2 separate regions of the Sus scrofa genome follow, and region 2 is linked to region 1. Evidence: chromatin contacts called from public promoter capture Hi-C data. All regions are on one chromosome and are shown on one strand. Each heading gives the region's core, a stretch centred on a gene start, on an enhancer-like site or on the middle of the called end of the contact. The rest is flanking DNA. Distances are from core to core; before and after follow the strand shown. Region 1 holds the start of ZNHIT6 (zinc finger HIT-type containing 6). Region 2 holds the start of BCL10 (B-cell CLL/lymphoma 10).

Region 1 (4,874 bases), core at 673-3,172:
GCTCTCAAGAATCTTACTGGTTTAACAATTTTCCCTCCAGTGACTGTGGAAAAAAACACATATTACAAGAACAAATGCAGAAAAATTACAAATATCCAAAACACTCCAAAGTGTTTCTCCTTCTGGCGTCTGATATGCAGTTCCACAACTTTCTCTGGGATCTTAAATAGAAACCCAGGTGGTTCTATTCACTTGAAAATAAACACTTCCTCCTGTTGCTCCCAACCCCCCAAAGCTAGCAAGGCCACATGGATTCTTTCATTTAGCCCCGATTCCTAGTACAAACATGTAATCTGGCCTGCAAATCTGAGACAGGCCGGGACCTGGGACCCTTTGCAGCAGTGCTTACACCCAGACAAACATCTCCTCTAGCAACAAGATACCAAGAAACTAAAAACTAAAAACACTGCTGCCTTCTTGCCCAGTTGGGGCAAATTATGAACAAGATACAAAGAGACCAAAAACCCAAGTGCCACTTCTAAGGAGCCCAGAGCAAGACCCGGCTACTCTCCGGCACCCTGCACACGGAGGGGGTGGTCAGACCACCTAAGCCATTGCCCGGGTTGATGCAGGACCCACCCCTCTCCTCAACCCGCATAAGGAAGCAGGTCGCCCCCACTCAGGCCGAGAGCAAGGGCACCTGTTCCTTGTTTTCACTTCCTTCTGCTGCAAGTCCCAATAAAGCTTTGCCTGAATTTCTTTTCTGGCCTCTTGTCAATTCTATTGATTAAGGGCTCCTGGTACAGAACCAATCCAGGTAGGTTCTCTGACTCCACAGGCAACTGACACCTCTAAGCACCTGGGGGGGGGGGGGGGAGGCGGGAGGAGAACTGTCCATTTTACTCCATTGGAAACTTCTTCCTCTTATGCACAAAAAAAATTGACTAAACTTTCCTAACTTAATTCAAAACTCCTTCTCGCACTACTTAATTAGTGGAGCCCCACTAAGGTTTCAGAACTACCTCTCTTCCTCACTGGGCTCGCTCTAAAATTCCCACTCCCTGATCCACGTGCGAATGAGTGCTCACACCTGAATGCCCTCCAAACTGTAACAGGATTTGAGGGAGTCGCACAGAGCAGCCCACAGCCAAAATGCATTTCTTTGAAGTCTCCTTCCGCAGAAAAAAACATATCAATCTCACAGACATGAGCTGATGATTAGGTGAAAGTGCCTAAGGCACACTATGCAGTAAAACAATTTTAAAGTAACTGAAATGGATGTCAGGAAATTTTCAGTTTTTTGTATTTTTGTGTATTTTTTTTTAAATATATCTTTTATTCCTGGGGACTGAATTTTTGACCTAGTCTTTGGGTAGAGAGATTATTATCTATAAAGTATATTCATTTATTCTCTAAGAGAAACCTGTAGGATGCTGCAAATGTGGACCGGGCTGACGCCGGGTGTTACTGACCAAGAATTGAAGGAATAAAAGTTAATGCCCTCTTTCCTGAAACCTATCAGGATTCCCAGTAATAACAGCCACCATATACTGTTTGTTTCATCACCGCCAGCTTATTTCCATGCACCATTACACCTAATCGTTTAAATAAACTAAAAGATTTGTAAATACCACCGTCTGCGGAGCAGAGCTGGAGAAACTGAAGCGTAGAGAGGCGTGATATTAGGTGTTCCTCCCATACGCGTCTGGACTGAACCGTCTGCGCAGGCCGGGGCGGCTCCTCCCATCCCCGGGTCGCGAACGCCCGGCGTCGGGCTCGGCGCGTAGCTCCTCGGCGCTCCCGGAAGCGCGTGGCCACGTGCAGAGAGCGCGGGCTCCCCGACCGCAGGCTGGGAGAAACCCCGCCCCGAAGGCGGGCTCGCAGTGGGCGTGGCCCCAAGCCGATTTCCGGGAGGAGCTGTGCCGGCCGGCGGCCGAGCCGTAAAGGGCTCCACGAGTCGTGAAGCGGCGACGCGCGGAAGCGTTGCTTTACGACTATTCGAGCAGAGGCTCGGGGCCGGCGTCTGCCGCTCGCTTTTTCTGGGGTCCACACGTGGGCCGCGGTCGGTGTTCTGGCCGGTAGTTCGTACCTGTTGGCTTGGACGAGCCACATTGAAGGACAGAGTATTGGCGGAAGTCAAAGATCCGGAGCTGATGGATTTCGCTGCTGAAAATGAAGAGACGTCGGGAGGAGGTCAGAGCGGAGCTGAGGGGGCGCGGCTAGGTCTGGAGTCCGATGGAGAGAGAGTCCGGGGCACCGGAGGGACCGAGGAGGCTGGAGGTGGGGAGGCGGGGAGTGCACTGGACGGAACGGGGAAGATAGGGGAAGGCGCAGGAGGTGGACGAAGGGCAGGGATGCGGGTGGACCTAACGGTCGTGAAGCAGGAAGTAGTGGACTGGTCAGAAACGGAACAAGGTGTGTTGAATGACCCGTGGGCGAAGCAGGAGGTGGAGGACGGGCCCGAGGTGAAAGAGGAAAAACCAGGCACCCTGGAGGTGAAGCAGGAGACGGATAGCAATCTGATGGTAAAAGAAGAGGAGGAGGAAGAGCCAGAGGTTAAGGAAGAGAAGGTGAAGGTGAAGGAAGAAGTGACGGACTGGCTAGAAGTGACGGAAGAGAAGAAAGACAGCTTGGAGATTAAACGGGAGGAGGTGTTTCTAGGTCAGAACATAAAAACGGAGGAAAGAGTGGATGGAATGTGTGTAAAAGAAGAGAAGAATGTCCCGAAAGAAGAGGTGATGGCCGATGCACAGGTGAAAGAAGAGCCTCAGATGCATCCCCCAGTGGGCTCCAAGCGGAAACTGGCCATGTCCAGGTAGGGCAGGGAGAAGTCCATTGGGGGAGTAAAGCCGTGGGGTCCTGGGTGGTCTAGACTGAAAGAAACTACCAGCAGGGTGCGGAATAATGGGGAAAAGGCACCACTTGGGGTCCCTGGAGCCTGAGTAGTGGGGGAGGGGCGTTTGGGAAGGGGAGGTTTGTCAGATGACAACAAATACAGTGAAAATACGTGCGTTGGTACTAGAGTCCAGTGGCCAAGTTGGGAAGTGAAAATTCTTGGAATCAGACAACCCTGGGATCAGATTTTTCTTGACTTAATATTCTCTGGGCTCAGTATTCCTTTGAGAGTATAGAGGTGAGAAAAAGTCTCACAAAACCAACAAGACAAGAACAAAATGGAGTAAGTTAAAATTAGGCAAAATACATTGGAATTCACCCGATTGTTTTGTTTCTTTATGGATCTATGAATATTTATTACTTTTGATTTAGTTTCCTTAGTGTGATCATGTGGTGGCATGGGAAGTAAAAGAGTAGTCAGACTCTTGGGGCTTTTACTGTCTCAAACATAGTGGATCCAGTGGAGCTGTAGTTGATTGTCGGTATCCCAAGATCCTGAAAGAGTAGCTGAAGACATTGGTGGGTAACAGGATTTCTAAATTATCTTGGTGCGCATTCTAGGTTGGGTGGGCAGTTGAGGAAGAAAGATGCAGCTGCTCCTCTCTCAATTTGTCTGGGTCTTATATCCTTTTCTAGTGCGTGTGCTGTTCAGATATATAAGCATAGCTTCTGGCTTAGACTTCTGGGGATGTGCACACACAGTCATTAACAGTGTCAGGAATTACAAGTTAAAATATCATTGATCTCATCCTCTGATTACAGTAGAAGAAGAAGTCCAAGGGAGATGACTTTTTAAAATTTAATGTTTTCTTGAATTACGTTTTATAACAACATTGTAAACGTAGTTGTTATTTAGAGACTGTTTCCTAGAAGAGAAATTTCTAAGGATGTTAGACAACTATCAAGTATTTTATGGGAATTACTTGTATCTGCTTTATTCACTATGACTGCATGTCTATAAATTGATTATTACGAGTAGCTAACTCAGCCTTAAAAGTTTATAAATAAGTAGAATTAATATTGCATAATTTATTAAGTTTCATGTGGTCTTTTGCAGATGTGAAACTTGTGGTACAGAAGAAGCAAAGTACAGATGTCCGCGTTGTATGCGACATTCCTGCAGGTATGTGTGTAACATGCTATTTTCTTACCTCTATCTGTACCCTTCTTACCTTAGATTGTAAAAGTACCCCCTCTTGGTCCCTTCAGTTTGCCCTGTGTGAAGAAACACAAAGCAGACCTGACGTGTAATGGAGTTCGAGATAAAACTGCATATGTTTCAATACAGCAGTTTACTGAAATGAATCTCCTGAGTGGTAAGCCATCTTATGCATAGCACATTGATGCTTCCTGGCAGTTGGTGTATATCATTTGCTTATTTTTCCATTTTGAAATGTTTAGATTACCGATTTTTAGAAGATGTGGCAAGAACAGCAGACCATATTTCTAGAGATGCTTTCTTGAAGAGACCCATAAGCAATAAACATGTAAGTATTTTTTATAATCCCTTCCAGAGTTTCTTCTAATCAATTAGATTATTTTTTTTTTCACTCAACAAATAATAAGTGGCTATCATGATCGAGGGCTATTCTGCTTTCTAGGGAAACAGCAGTGACCAAAACAAAGTCCTTCCCCTCGTGGAGGTTGTATTGTAGGAGGAGACAGGAGATGAGTAGAGGAACAAGTGTAATTTCCAGTAGAGTTAAATGCACGTGGAAGATAAAGAAGGTACAGGAGGCTAAAGAAAGTGAAAATGGGGTGTTATAAGGGTGCTATTTTTGATACAGTGGTTGGGAAAGGCTTCTCTGAGAGATGACGTGTAAGCAGTCATGTGAACATTTGGAGGAAGACTTTCCAAGTAGAAACAAAAGACTGAGTCAGGGATGAAGTTGGTGTGTTTGCCGAATTAAAAGAGGGGCACGTGTCTGTAGTTGAGTGAGGAGAAGCATGTTGAACAGGAGGCTAAAGAAACTGGTGAGGACTCCTGAGGTATTCGACGTGAAAACAGAGTCCATGGGAGGATACTCAGCATATTTGCT
Region 2 (4,874 bases), core at 651-3,150, 350 kb after region 1:
CCCTCAAGGCAACAGTGAAAGCGCGCCTTTTTCCAATCATAAATCGGATCGCGCCACTCCTCTGCTCGGCGTCCTCCAGTGGCTTCTTGTCTGACTCAGAGGCTGTCCTGTGACTCAGAGCAGAGATGAAGCACAGCTGCCCTGGACTTGGCCTCCCGTCCCCCTGCTTTTTTCCCCTGGCTGCTCCCTCTGCTTGTCCACATGGCTCTTTCCTTCAGCCCCTTCAAGTGCGACCCAAATCCCCTTCTCAACAGGTCTTCACTCACCATGCCATACCCCCTCAACCTGCTGCCCCGTTTTATATTTTCTGCGTATTTATCATCTTCTAACGTAATAAATAATTTACATAACATTTTTCAAATGTCTGTCTGCCCTGCCCCAAACACACACACACACACACACACACACACACACACACACACGAATTTAAACTCCAGGAGGAAAGGAATTTTTAACTATTTCGTTCATAGCTATTTCCCCAGCACCTAGAACAGTGTCTGGCCCATAGTTGACATTCAACAAATATTTGTGAATGAAAGAACAACTAGTTAAGTGAATTGGGTTAGAAAAAGATGACGGAAGATTAAGCAATCAGAAAAAATACTGTGTATGAATATGGACAAACACACATGATGTAATGTTAAAAGTAAGATCCCTGCCCTGTGATGGAAAAATACATTGATGCGGCCTTGACAACATTGTTGTTTTCTGGTTCTTGTTTTCCCTTCCTTTAAAGGATTCTGGATCCTCAAATTTGTCTTCCGCCCCCTGGTCCGCATTTTTATCTACCCTCTAGCTTCCAAATACCATATACTTTCTTTCTAGTTTATTTACCATGTTGTCCAAACAATCGTCTTGGGCCCTGAGCCCTTTCCGGACTTATCACCCTCGTTACTTTGGATGCACCGTTCTGAGAATCGTATCTGTTCATCAGTCTCCCCCAGAAAGATGGGAGAACTCTTACGGGACTGGGTGTCTAGAATATAGTAGGAAGGACTCAATAAATGTTTGAGCAAGAGCTGAGCACGGACTGTGGGCCCAGACCTCTAAGAACCTCACATCTGTCACGTCATTGAATTGTCACCTGTGAGAGGTAGAAGAGACACATCTTCATCCCTCAGATGAAGAAATAAGGAAATACGTTTATCATAAACAGTGACCAGAAAGTATGCAGAGGTTAAATGAGGTGTTAAAGTGATGGCATTGTAGGCGGTTTTTCTCTTTCAGAAATTCCTTCAATATGAACTGCAGTTAGGCTGTATATGAGTCTCGTGTGCGCGCGCGCGAGCGTCTGTGTGTGACCAAACCATTGTAAAACTTGCGTGGGCAAACAGCAACAGGAAATCGGTGGGCAGGGGCTGGGAGAAGGGGAGGAACACAGCAGCACCGACCAGCAGAGCTCCAGCTGCATCAGAGCCGCCCGCGCGGGCGGCGACCGCCCACAGACCGAGCCGCGCCGGCCCCGCCCACGGAAACGATCCTCTCGGGAGGCCTCCCCCCGCCCCATGCAAACGACCTGGAGGCCGTGGGCGGGGCCACCCTGGAAGGGCTCCGGCCGGGGGCGGGACCAGGCCGGCCGCGGGCTGGCTCCGATTGGCTCTCGGAGAGACGGGACGGGCTCTCCGAGGGCCGGCCTCCCAGAGGGGCGGTCCTGCGCCCCGGCCTCCGCGAGCGCGCAGGAGCCGAGCCCGGAGCTCGGCGTCTAGACGCGTAGGTCTGCGCCGCCGTCGGCCCGGAGGCAGAGCCGGAAGCGCTTGTTTGACCCTCGGTCCCCCTGTTTTCGAGGAGGTAGCCGTCCCCCCACCCTCTCCGCCTCCCCTCCCCACCCCTCCTCGGGAGGCCGAAGCCCCCAGCCTGGGCGGGGCGGCGCAGCCCGAGCGCGGACCCGGAAGGAGCGCCGTCCCCCGCCTCCGCCATGGAGCCCGCCGCGCCGTCCCTGACCGAGGAGGACCTGACCGAAGTGAAGAAGGACGTGAGTAGCACGGCCGGGCCCGGGCGGGCGGGCGGGGCGGGCTGCGTGCCTGCGGGCGACGGGAGCGGAAACCCGGCGGCCCGGCCCGGCCCGGCCCGCAGCTGGGGAGCAGCGCGCGGTGGGAGAAGCGGCAGGTCCGGGCGCCGCGGGAGCCGAGCCGGCATCGCGGGGACCTGGTGGAAGCGGTCCGACCCCTGGTGACCTGTGAACTCGCGTGTTAAATCAATCAAAGCGGGGCTTGGGTTTCTGGAACCTTGTTGGGTGGAGCGCTCCTTCACAGCCTCCGGCCCACTCCCCACCCATCCTCTGGCGCTTCCAGGGGTGGAGCTACGTTGTCGGAAGTCGGCGACTCAAGCTCGTCCTTGAGTCTGAGCCTTGGCTGCTGGCTCTCTCAGCCTGGAGCAAAAGCTGGACCAGGTAAAGCATCCCAAGCAGTGGAGCAAATATGTGAAACTTTGGCAGCGGGGGTTGAGGGAAGCTCAGCAGCTGAAAGCACGAGTCGGAATTCCCCTAGAAAGCAAACGCCCACGTATTTAAATCGGAGGGGCGAGGGGGAGGGGACGGGGGCCGGGGCCCGAAGGCCGAGAATTTATTTACAGGTGAACGCTGGAAACATTCGGTAGCTGCGTTATGCTCCGCTGCTTGGATGCTGCAGAAATGTACAAATCTTAATATTTATTCACCAAGAGTGACTTGTTTCTCTTACCCTTTGCTCTTAGTTGTTTGTTTTGCTTTGTGAGACTTGTATGAGTACCATTAAAATACTTTGTATTAATTCACATTTTAAAAATCAACATGAACTGTGTTCTCGCTTAGCGCCGCAGTGCTGTACAAAACCACCTTTGTGAAGTGGACAGGAAGCAGCTTTTTAAATGTTCCTGTGCTTCCTTTTCCCTCACCTGTGAGGTTTATCACACTGTACCCATAATGCAGAGTCGGTGTGACTCATTAGCAGAAGGACTCTGGTTAAGAGTAGGGCTTGTGCCTTAATTTCCTCCTTCAGCAGATAATTCTGGGGCGCTCACTAGATGGAAAGCACTGTTCCTCGGCCTGGAAAGATACCCAAAAATGACAGGTCCCTGCTTCCCATTCCCGTCAGAACTCGGATGTTGGTAACTACTAAAGAATGAGTGTTGTGCTGTTCAGGATTTGTGCCAGTAAAAGCATGAACTTCAGGAGGCAGGTGCTGCATCGCACGGTTTACAGTGTTCTAGCGTCATCTGTACACCAGCCTCTGAGGGGGATCGCTGTCTTTTCCATTTTACAGTTGACAAAACAGGTAGTGAGAGGTTGCAAGTGGGAGGTTCCAAAACCCGCACACAAACACAGATGTGAAGGGTGACTGCCAGGCCTGTATTTTTTGCCGTCAGCTCATTGACATTCTCCATCTCCAAGATTTCAGTGCACAGCCAGCTCTGAAATTCATAACCTTGGGGAATCATGCACCGGTTTCAGGACAGCTGTGAAAAAAATAGAGCTGCTCATTTTTTTCTTAGAACATTTTTTCACGTGATGGAAATGGTTTATGACCTTAGAAGGTTTAAAATTATCATACATATATTTGGCCTGCCTTCTTTCCCAAATCTAAGTGCTTATTTCCAAATAGTTGCGGGAAATCCAGTTTGATATCCTTCAGATTCCTCACCTTGTCTAAGGTTGATCATTTTATCATCCCTCCCTCAAAGCTGCTTGTTGTTTCTGCTGTTTTCTCTCTTGAAGAATATACAATCATCCCTCTGTAACTATGGAGGACTGGCCGCTGATACTAAAATCCATGGATGGAGTTCCCGTCATGGCTCAGCGGTAACACACCTGACTAGTATCCATGAGGACGCAGGTTCCATCCCTTTCCTCACTCAGTGGATTAAGGATCCGGCGTTGCCGTGAGGTGTGGTGCAGGTTGCAGATGAGACTCGGATTTGGTGTTGCCGTGGTGTAGGCCAGGAGCTACAGTGCAGATTTGACCCTAGCCTGGGAACTTCCATACGCCTCAGGTGATACCCTAAAAAGGCAAAAAAAAAATCCCGTGGATGGGCAAGTCCCTGGTAAGCGCTGTCCAGTTAGTCCTCCCAGGGATCGTGCCGTGTATTTATTGGTGATGACCAGTGGGGAATCTGAAGCTAGAGAGGCTGAGGAGCTTGCCCAGCTCCCACAGGAGATCGTGGCAGATGCAGGATTTGCACTGAGGTGGGCCTGGGTCCAGAGCCGTGCTCTTAACTTCTCCACTATTCTGCCATGTGAGAAACTTTATCCTTTAAGTTGCGGTGGAACACAGTGTTTCACATTTTTTAAAAATTAACAGCATTTCAATCTTAGTAGAATTCATCTCACACTCCAGATTTCCATTTTTTTTTCTTGAGCAATGAGACGTCTGATGATGTGTGGGGAGGAATTTGAGGGCTGTGGGGAGAGAAGGAAGAGGTACAGCGAGGTGTCTTGTTAGCAGTCCAGGCAGAGTACAGGGGACCAGAACTAGGACGGTGCTAGGGCTCGGGAGGGAGAGGGGGCAGATGAGAGAAGTGTCGAGGGCGGACTGGTGGGACTTGGAGGAAGGGTGATCCAGTGTGGCAAGCGAGTGAAAGGGGAAAAGCCCAGGACGAGTTGTCGGGGTGTATCGCGCGTCTGGACGGATGGCGGCCCTCCCAGGGGAGCCGAGAGCGTCCGAGGAAAAGGATGGGGACGCAGATGCGGCTTGGGGCGTGTTGAGTTTGAAGTACTGCCGGCATCTCTAGGTGGAGAGAGTCTTGATCATAGGCATTTTCAGGAGTCATCCACGCACAGGGGTTGGAAATTGCAGCAGTTGAGCTTTTCCAAGGAGACGGTCTTTTTAAGTCTGTGTTTCTCATTTGTTATCCCCACAGCTTAAATTCTCGCACTCAGCACATCCTGGGTAAGAGAGTTC

What was found. Promoter capture Hi-C pulls out the DNA fragments that hold promoters and counts their contacts.
Region 2: a contact with region 1 is called in a promoter capture Hi-C map of liver, with 8 times the contacts expected there. The contact joins the promoter of BCL10 here to the promoter of ZNHIT6 in region 1. A contact is called at or near these places in 3 of 5 promoter capture datasets (fetal liver, fetal skeletal muscle and liver), 3 of 47 Hi-C or Micro-C datasets (fibroblasts, liver and mesenchymal stem cells) and 2 of 2 datasets of contacts at active chromatin or transcription factors (alveolar macrophages and skeletal muscle).

What each region holds. Positions count from the first base shown.
Region 1 is chr4:130,296,187-130,301,060 of Sscrofa11.1, forward strand. ZNHIT6 (zinc finger HIT-type containing 6) reads left to right here and starts at 1,923. Exons shown (of 10, transcript NM_001243449.1): 1 at 1,923-2,755; 2 at 3,893-3,958; 3 at 4,045-4,151; 4 at 4,237-4,322. The coding sequence starts at 2,094.
Region 2 is chr4:130,643,527-130,648,400 of Sscrofa11.1, forward strand. It overlaps BCL10 (B-cell CLL/lymphoma 10), which reads left to right and starts at 1,901. Exons shown (of 3, transcript NM_001103213.2): 1 at 1,901-1,972. The coding sequence starts at 1,916.